Linked DNA regions of Mus musculus: region 1 is linked to region 2. Evidence: chromatin contacts called from public promoter capture Hi-C data. All regions are on one chromosome and are shown on one strand. The core of a region is the stretch at or near the end of the contact, and the rest is flanking DNA. Distances in the headings are between cores, read along the strand shown.

The links. Promoter capture Hi-C pulls out the DNA fragments that hold promoters and counts their contacts.
Region 1: a promoter capture Hi-C map of the 3T3-L1 cell line shows a contact between it and region 2, with 4 times the contacts expected there. The contact joins two enhancer-like sites. A contact is called at or near these places in 4 of 39 promoter capture datasets (the 3T3-L1 cell line, cranial neural crest, liver and 1 more), 1 of 15 datasets of contacts at CTCF or cohesin (the NIH/3T3 cell line) and 3 of 484 Hi-C or Micro-C datasets (embryonic stem cells, epidermal suprabasal cells and nephron progenitors).

The regions. Positions count from the first base shown.
Region 1 is chr10:71,082,047-71,086,300 of GRCm38.p6, forward strand. All of the region lies in intron 1 of Bicc1 (BicC family RNA binding protein 1), which reads right to left. Among named protein-coding and RNA genes, the nearest start is that of Bicc1, 76 kb to the right of the region's middle. Within about 2 kb of position 1,760, at least 8 of the 459 cell types and tissues checked have an H3K27ac peak or open chromatin away from gene starts, as enhancers often do.
Region 2 is chr10:70,980,378-70,985,020 of GRCm38.p6, forward strand. All of the region lies in intron 3 of Bicc1 (BicC family RNA binding protein 1), which reads right to left. Among named protein-coding and RNA genes, the nearest start is that of Gm24486, 100 kb to the left of the region's middle. Within about 2 kb of position 3,329, at least 13 of the 459 cell types and tissues checked have an H3K27ac peak or open chromatin away from gene starts, as enhancers often do.

The sequences.
Region 1 (4,254 bases), core at 510-3,009, 100 kb after region 2:
GAGGCAAAGGTCATCCACTTCTACTACAGATGTTCCCTTCAGGAGACCACTCTACTCAGGGTCAGCTCACCATGTCATAACCTCAAAACACCTTCAAAGAACAAGAGCAAGGAAACTTCTCCAATTGGAACCAATATACGATGACCTATGTTCTCGAACTGAGTAGAACACTAAAGATTAATCAGAAATACATCTTGTTAGAATGTTGATGGGGTTTGAAAAGAAATAGCAGGCCAGGGAGTCACAACTGGATGTTTACTGGTATCAAAGATCATGGCCCTTTTTGACTCTATAAATTTGTGTAGAACACCCACCCCTACCCCAGTTTATAAGGGGTACTATCTAAGGCCACAGACAGAGGACTGAACCTCAGTTAAGAAACCCTACCTATGCAACTTGTCCCTTCATACAGATACCTAGCATAAAGTTTAATTTGTAAATTAAACACAGTAAGAAATTAACAATTAACAGATAATCATAAAATGAACAATTAAAAATAGGCTGTCATTAAATTTATTGCAGCAAATAGGATCCAGCAATGCATTATTGTGGTACTCAAGCCTCTTGTGATGATGTGAACTGCTGCCATGCGTGTGTGATGATGTGAACTGCTGCCATGCGTGTGTGATGATGTGAACTGCTGCCATGCGTGTGTGATGATGTGAACTGCTGCCATGCGTGTGTGATGATGTGAACTGCTGCCATGCGTGTGTGATGATGTGAACTGCTGCCATGCGTGTGTGATGATGTGAACTGCTGCCATGCGTGTGTGAGGTGACAAAGACAGGTGGATGTCATGGGTCTTGACAAGAAGCGTTAAGCTCCTGTTAAGGGACCTTGAACATAAGCTCTGTGGAGCCATGAGTCTACAGGATAACTGAGAGATGGAATTCACAAACAGGTAGGTATAGCAAGGGAAGCCAGCTGGTCAAGAAACTACAGATGAGCCTGGCTTTCCTTAAATTCTGATGTGAGTTTTTCCAAAGCTCCTAGAGTCAAGACAAAACACCCTGGTTGGATGCTTGGTTGGATCATTGTCTCAGACACCACTTTGAGCTCATCTATGCCTGACATGTTGTAAGAACTCTCTGTACTTCGACCTGAGGTTGCTGGACCTCCTTGGGGACTTCTACTGACTCTGTGAAACACATCTGTCAAGGCTGTAGAAGTCCAGAGAGAACAGCATGTCCCTGCCTTCTTCTCTTCTCTCAAACACGGGTCCTTCAGAGCTCTAACGGGACAGTCCTCCTCGCAAATGCACCCGATGTTCTCAGTATGAAAACCCAAGTTCCTCCCAAGAAGTTACAGTTTGAGGGGAGAGGGGCGAGATCAACATGGAATGTTTTTCTCAATGTAAACTCAAGACATTTGACATGCTGAGTCTATAGACCCATGAGAAAACAGACACGGTTACTCTCCATCCACAAATATCTGGGGCCTCTGCCAAGACAAAGAAGCAGCCATGTCCCGACCTTTATTCAGCCTATAGCCCTCACCATGCTAAGAGCGAAAGCCACCCAACCAGTGAGGCAAAAGCAGGATGACAATTTAGCTCTACCACCAACCTTCCCAGAAACCTTTGCATACCGCCAGTGCTGTCCAGATTAAACTTTACACGAATTTGATTATTTCTCTTTTTGTAATAGAAGCTACATCCAGTTCTGTCCCCCACGGGGAAGCAGCACAGCTAAGCTACTGCTATCCCTGACCAGGAAAGAGGACTTTGGGCGGACCACCAGAGAGCTGGATTCCAAGGGAAAAATAAGAAACACAATACTATCTTAACCCAAAGCATTTCAATATGTTTGGAAAGGAAAATGTTGCCTATGAAATAAGCCGACCTATGCTTTATGTTGTGGGGGTTGCTTGAGGACCACTGAAGTCTTCTTATATTCTGTGGGAAAACTATTCTCCCTTAAGCTTAAGCCTGCAACCCTTCACGGTAAGACTTCTTTGTCCCCTTCTCCCACAAAAACATGGAAAGTGCATCACAATTTAGTGATTTTTTTTTCACCAATCTTTACAATATCACACTGGCATGATGTTCCAAAGCTTACTTCTCTTGGATTTTTAAAACCTTGTCGTTTTCCTGCCAATGAAAGCAGCTGCCTCCCTCCTTCCTAACACACAACTCCAGGATTAAATTCCTTCGATACTACTGAAATATGGCTGGCTAAATGTGCAGGCAATGAGTTTCATGTTTTGAGCTGAACAATTCGTTTTTATGTTTATTATAGTTTCTCCAGGGCTCTGCCATGTTTTATTTCATATTTTTACCTCACAAGAAATATGGGATGGCACAGTCCCTGCCAATAAAAACGGGAGAGGTTGAAACAGGTGTAAACTATTACCAGAACGGCCCCCCAACTCCAGAGCACTCCTGGGTAATTACCTAATTAAAGGGGTTGGGGGTTCTTTTTTAAAGTCTTCCTAGGGCTCAAGGAAACTTCTGTTTAAATATCGGTTTTCCTTTCCAACTGTTTTTTTCTTTCATAGCATTTGATGCTTCATGGACCTAAGTCTAAAAACACAGGGATGAGGAATTTTAGATTTAAAACATATTATGAAGTATCTTTCAACATGACCTAGACAAACAATGAGATTTCCCTGGGGGAAAAAAAAAAGCTTAAATTAAAAACAATAGTTGTAGCCCAGCAAGATGGCTCAGTGGGTAAGAGTACTTGCCACCAAGTCTGATGACCTGAGTTTGATCCCTGGGACCCACAAGAATGAAGGGAAAAGAACACACACAAGTTGTCCTTTGACCTCTACAAGCATGCTGTGGCGTGCACCACAAACACACACACATACACACACAAATAAATAAATGTAATAAATTTTAATAACTGTAAAATGATTTTTCAAGTATATACATTCCTGTTTCCTTTTCACGTATGTGTATATGTGACAGAGAGAGAGAGAGAGAGAGAGAGAGAGAGAGAGGGGCAGGCGTATGTGCAACTGTGTACCTATGTAGGGCAGAGGACAACCTCAGGTATCAGTCAGCTTATTTCGAAAGTGTCTTTGTGAATCCACCACACTAACTCTGAGGTCTTCTGGGAAAGTCTATGTCTTCCACAGAGGGAGAACTGAAATGACAGACACACGCTACCCTGCCCTGGTTTACATAAGTTCTGGGAATATGAATTCAGGTCCATACATTGCACAGCAGTGAGCACTTTACCTACTGAGACAACTCTCCAGCCAGCCCTGTTTTTAAATCCATCTCATGAAGTTTTGTTTTATTGCTTTTTTTACTTGGAGCACAACCTACTAGAGCATACAAGCAACAAAGTTGCTTTCTGGTTACCACACGGACAAACTTTGCTGTTCAAGAAGCACCATTCTTGCCTGCAATGTTGCCAAAATATTTAATTACCAATCGCTTTAACTTAGCTATGAAAAAAAAGCTATACCATACATTGTATTCTGCACACTAAACCATTTCCGGAAAACTTCCCTGGGAGCTGGCCAGTTCTACTGAAAGGGGAATGAGAAGTGGTTTAGGCTTCTACCACAGGAGAAAGGTAAACACCAACCCAGCGACAAAACCTGCAACCTACAATTCCTGCAAGATATACTGGTTCCACTGTGGCATAAACTAGGCCACTGGCCTAAGGGAAAATCTGCTACTATTCTGCTAAAGAAACACACCACTAAAATGACTCCTGGCATCATAAGGCTCCACCCATATAGATCAGTGCCTTGCTCAACCCACATCAGAAAAGCTTCTAACAGGGGATGGCAATCAACACAGAAACCCACAAGTAGACAATGTACAGAGAATAAGAGACTTAGAAGCACTCAGCCCTCAATAGGATATCTTCATCAAACCCATCCCCCAAGGCTCAGGGAGCTATGCAGAAGAGAGAGTGGAGACCTTGTATGGCTGAGAGGTGATGGGGATACAAAGTAACCAGTGTCTTCCAGATACAACAGAAGTGACAACATATTAACTCACAGATACCATGGCAGCATGCATGGGGTCTTCACAGAAAAACAGGGGTGCCCACCCCTAACCAAGAATCTATTTCCAACTGGCATCCACTTGCAAAGGGAAAATCAATTTCTTCCAAGGAAGTCAAGTGGTTAGGGATGTAAGGAGATTCTGAGAGGGATGGGAACCTGAGGGATGGAAAAAGTATGATCAAAATACCACACACACACACACACACACACACACACACACACACACACTCACGTACAGAGAAATCACAGGATGGTGGCCTTCTTGTATAACAATGTGCACATGAG
Region 2 (4,643 bases), core at 2,079-4,578:
CGTGTCAACCCTTACCACATTCCAGCAAAGGGTTAATGTCCCCTTCACAGAGATGTGACCTGGTTGTCTTTCTCAAGAAATTTTTCATAGATTTTTGGGATTTTCCAGAATTTTTTGTTTATATATAAAATATGGTTTGAGTTCCATAATTAAGGCATTTAAATGTGGGCTGGAGAGATGGCTCAGTGGTTAAGAGAACTGACTGCTCTTCCAAAGGTCCTGAGTTCAATTCCCAGCAACCACATGGTGGCTCACAGCCATCTGTAATGGGATCTGATTCCTTCTTCTAGTGTGTCTGACACACCAGTGTACTCATACACATATAAGATATTTAAATGTGGCTGGGGAGGTGGCTCAGTGGTAAAGAGCCCTTCCAGAGGACCTGGATTCAGTTCCCAGAACCTGTTTGGTGGCTCCCAGTCACCTGTAACTCCAGGTCCAGGAGGTCTGATGCCTTCATTTGAATTCCACAGGCAACAACAGGCTCACATGTGGTACACAGGAATGTATGCTGGCAAAATGTTCCTAGGCGTGAAATACATAAATCTTTCCAAAGGGATTTTTAACAAGTGAAACCGGTATCTCTGGAATCTATGTTGAGCTTTGAACAAATGGCCATGTTTAAATTTTTTTCCAAGGGAACAAAGTCTCAATTCTTGTTAACTCTACTCTGTTTCTTTTCTGACTTTATAGAACTTAACCACTTTTATTCCAAAGAGCAACATGTTTTTAACTGGAAATAAAGGTGGCCAGTGCCATTTTATTTTGTTGTTGTTGTTGTTGTTGTTGTTGTTGTTATTTTGGTTTGGTTTTCCCCATTGATTTGCACCTAGAGATAGTGCGAGAAAAGACTCTGGTAAAATATTTGTGATGTGGGTAGTGCCTGGTAGTGACTCAAGAGGGCAAAAAAATCACCATTGAACCCAGCAGTGTAGTTTTGAGAACAGACATGACAATGTGACAGAGGATACAAAGTAACAGTGGGCTGTTACTATGTATTTTAATGCTAAGTGAAGGCCAGAAGACCTGGTTGCCCCAGAGACAAGAGAATCCACAGGTAGACACAAGTGATGCTATGTGACCTTGTCCCAAGTTACTATTGATTGTTTAAGTAGAAATGCCAACAGCCTACAGTTGGGCAGAATTGAGGTAGGTGGGGCTTTGTGTTCCCAGTCTTGGGGTCTGAAGAGACCACAAGGAGAGAGAGAAGAAAAACGCCATGGGTTAGGAGTCAAGAAAGCATGGCCCTGAGGCTGGCCAATTGGAGTTAAGAGCAGTCCAGATGGAGCATATTAAGTAATAAGTCAGAGCTATCAATAGGAAAGTAGATTCTAATAGCATAGAGGGTAGATGTGCCCAGCTCTTGTGCTGTTTAAGGCTTATTGTAAATATAAAGGCTGTGTGTGTGTGTGTGGGGGCGTCTTTTATCTGGGAACTGAATGGTCAAAAGTGGGATAGAAACCCTACATGGGGATTAAATATTTTCAGCACCACCCACCCCCACCCCCACACATGGTCACCAAACAGCAAGCTTAATATCACACAGGAATGCTGTGTCTTCTCCAGTTTGTAGAAATCCACGGTACTTGGACAAAGCTTGCGATTTGATGACTACGAAGGAGAGAGACTGTATTTTAGGATGCAAAGGGGAATTTTAAAAGGTCATCCTTCAGGCAGGAATGGGCTTTGTCAGGAAAGAAAATGTTTTTCAAAAGAAAAGAGAAGAAAGGAGTCAAAATGGAGCAAGCAAAGGTGTGGTCTCCGAGGTTACAGGAGAGGCACAGGTGTAAAGCATCATGGGAGGAAGAATCCCAGGGGTGATGGAGAAGGCAACAGTGGGTGGGACCGGGCGTGCATAGCTTGTCCAAAGGGCTGCACAGAAGTTAATTCTGCAGTGAAAATGACACATCTCCAAGGTGACTAGTCACCAAGTCATGGAAAGCGGCCACAGGCAGCACCTGCCTCTCTGGATGCAGGAGAAGGCAGATGTGGTGACCGAGGAAAAACTCCAACAGCTGACGCAATGTGCCTCACCCAGACGAGCAACACCCAAGTTAAAGTCACTTCTAGAATCCCACTTGACACTCAGGCCAAAGCACGTATAAAGGAAAACTTGTTTTCAGGGACACACATTACAACATTCTTCCTTTCCAACTGAGATGAAATGGGAGGTGGGTATATAGCCGGGATGTGGGTTCAGGTTGAAGGCTTTGCCATCAGAGAAGCAAGAATTCCAGCAGCTAACTGTCTGAGGCCTAGGGAAAGGACACTCACTGACCACCTTGGGCAATCTTACTGGCTCCTGTAATAAATCCTATAATGTATCAGATTATAACCCCATCCAAGACACCTTTTGGGGCTACCTGACACCTTTCTTATCAGTAGACAGAAGAGGAAAAGGTTTTGTTAGTAACCTTTAGAGCTACAAAGTGAGAGTTACCAAAAGAATTTAAATGACTAATATTCTGTCTTGGTGACTCCAATACCCACATCTGTGTGAGTCTTCATCTCCCTTACTCTCCGTTGGGGAAGCACATGCCCCCCGCTGAGGCATCTGTCCTTCTGAGCACCCTGCTTTGTCTTAACCCTGATGCTTTTAGTAAAAATACATTTGGCAATGTCTCCCACTTTGCTTCATAAGTATTGGTTGGCCCTGAAATTCTTTTCCATGTTGAAACCCTTTTCTGGGTTCAGCCTGAACGGAGGCCATTAAATGTCTTGGGGGAATTCCTCGGGCCTTTTGAGGGTGGCAGTGTGGAGCTGTGCGTCTGCCTCAGCAGGTGCTGAGAAGATCTGAGATGTGTGTCTTCAACTGTGCATGTAGAGAACTCAGTGTTCCATTACTACATCATTTTTCCCCTGACAGCCTTAGGGAAGAGATTCCAGATGCCGAGGCCATGGTGCCTGGAATTTTCACTCCGGAAACAATTTAGCAAAGGTAATGTAATGAGAAACTAAACTAAATGTGAAATGAAAAGACAGCGAAGGCGGGGAACACTGGCTGTCCACCAAGGAGCCATTTGTAACCCGGGATGATGGACTCTGTGGAGACTCTCTCCAAGTGTAAGCAACAGCAAAAGCATGCCCTCTGAGGAACAAAGAGCAGGTTAGTGCTGACAGGGGTGTGTCCCTGGCAGGTGACCCAAGGAGCAAAGAAACCAAAGCTCACCAGGCTAGAACAAGGGTGTCTGTTTCCCTCTTCCGTTTGCACCCGATTTATACAAACAGTTGCCAAATCCCAGAACAGCATCAAGACAACAAAGCCGGACAAAGCCATGAGCTAGGCACAGGGAAAAGGTACAGCTTTTCAAAAGTTTTTCGGTCCAGCTTCCTTGCCGAGAGCTTTTGATTTACCAAGGAACTTTTAAGAGGAAACAGATGTAAACGCAATGCCTGCAACCCACACCGTAATTCATCCTGTATTTGAAATGGTGACACTTGCATCTTCAGGGGACTCATTTGCCCCTCTCAATTCTGTTGAAGGCCAAGCATGGAAGGCAAGAAGGATGCTGGAAGAGAAACATCTCCAGGACCCAGGTCCTTCATAGACTCCCCATGACACAAAGAGTTCATCTGGAGGTTAACAATAGCAGCTTGGAAACTGGGGCTTGTGCAGGGCTTTCCAAAAACCTAGACTTACACACTCACACCCTTACACACACATTCTCAGACTCTCCCATACACACACATCCATCCACATGCTCACAGTCACACCTGTGAACTCTCATGCTCACGTGCCCCCACACATCTGTGCACACACATACTCTCATGCATGCACAGGTATTTTATCACACTCCCTGCCCCATAGACACACAGTCACAAGCCTGGACTTACTGGGATCACAGACTGGAGGGTCTCAGCATGGGGGAGGTCTCCCTGTACTCCCAGATGAAGACGACCCACCCTGTTCAATGTCTTGTGAGGACTGAGGAGAGGGTGCCAACCCCTGGCAACTTGTGAGATTGAGTAGAGAGCTGGAGGAGATGCCCACCTTGAAACTGCCATGCATTTTCTTAGCTACTGATGCTCCAAACACTGTGACTGACACCCGTGATCTTTACATTTCCTGAAAATTCTCTAGAGTTATTCAATCTTTCAAGTGCCGTTAACCTGACTTTTCAAAACAGTCTCTCACGTACAATAAAAATAAACACCTTCTCAAAGGCAGTCACTCTAATGTCCCAGTGAATGAAGTTTTTTGACAAGACAAAGTGGGCTGAGAAGATGCTTAAGACGGGAGAAAGTAAAGGCCACATTACACAGAGCTACGCCATAGCTGGAAGGAAATACTTCCCCCAACCTAGCAGTGCTGAGAAAAGCAAATCAAAGCAAACAAACAAAGGGTGACATAAAATAAAATCCACAGGTTTGGCGAGTATGCGGTAATTTTCTTTTTTTTTTTTAATTTTTTATTAGGTATTTAGCTCATTTACATTTCCAATGCCATACCAAAAGTCCCCCATACCCACCCACCCCCACTCCCCTACCCACCCACTCCCCCTTTTTGGCCCTGGCGTTCCCCTGTACTGGGGTATATAAAGTTTGCGTGTCCAATGGGCCTCTCTTTCCAGTGATGGCCGACTAGGCCATCTTTTGATACATATGCAGCTAGAGTCAAGAGCTCCGGGGTACTGATTAGTTCA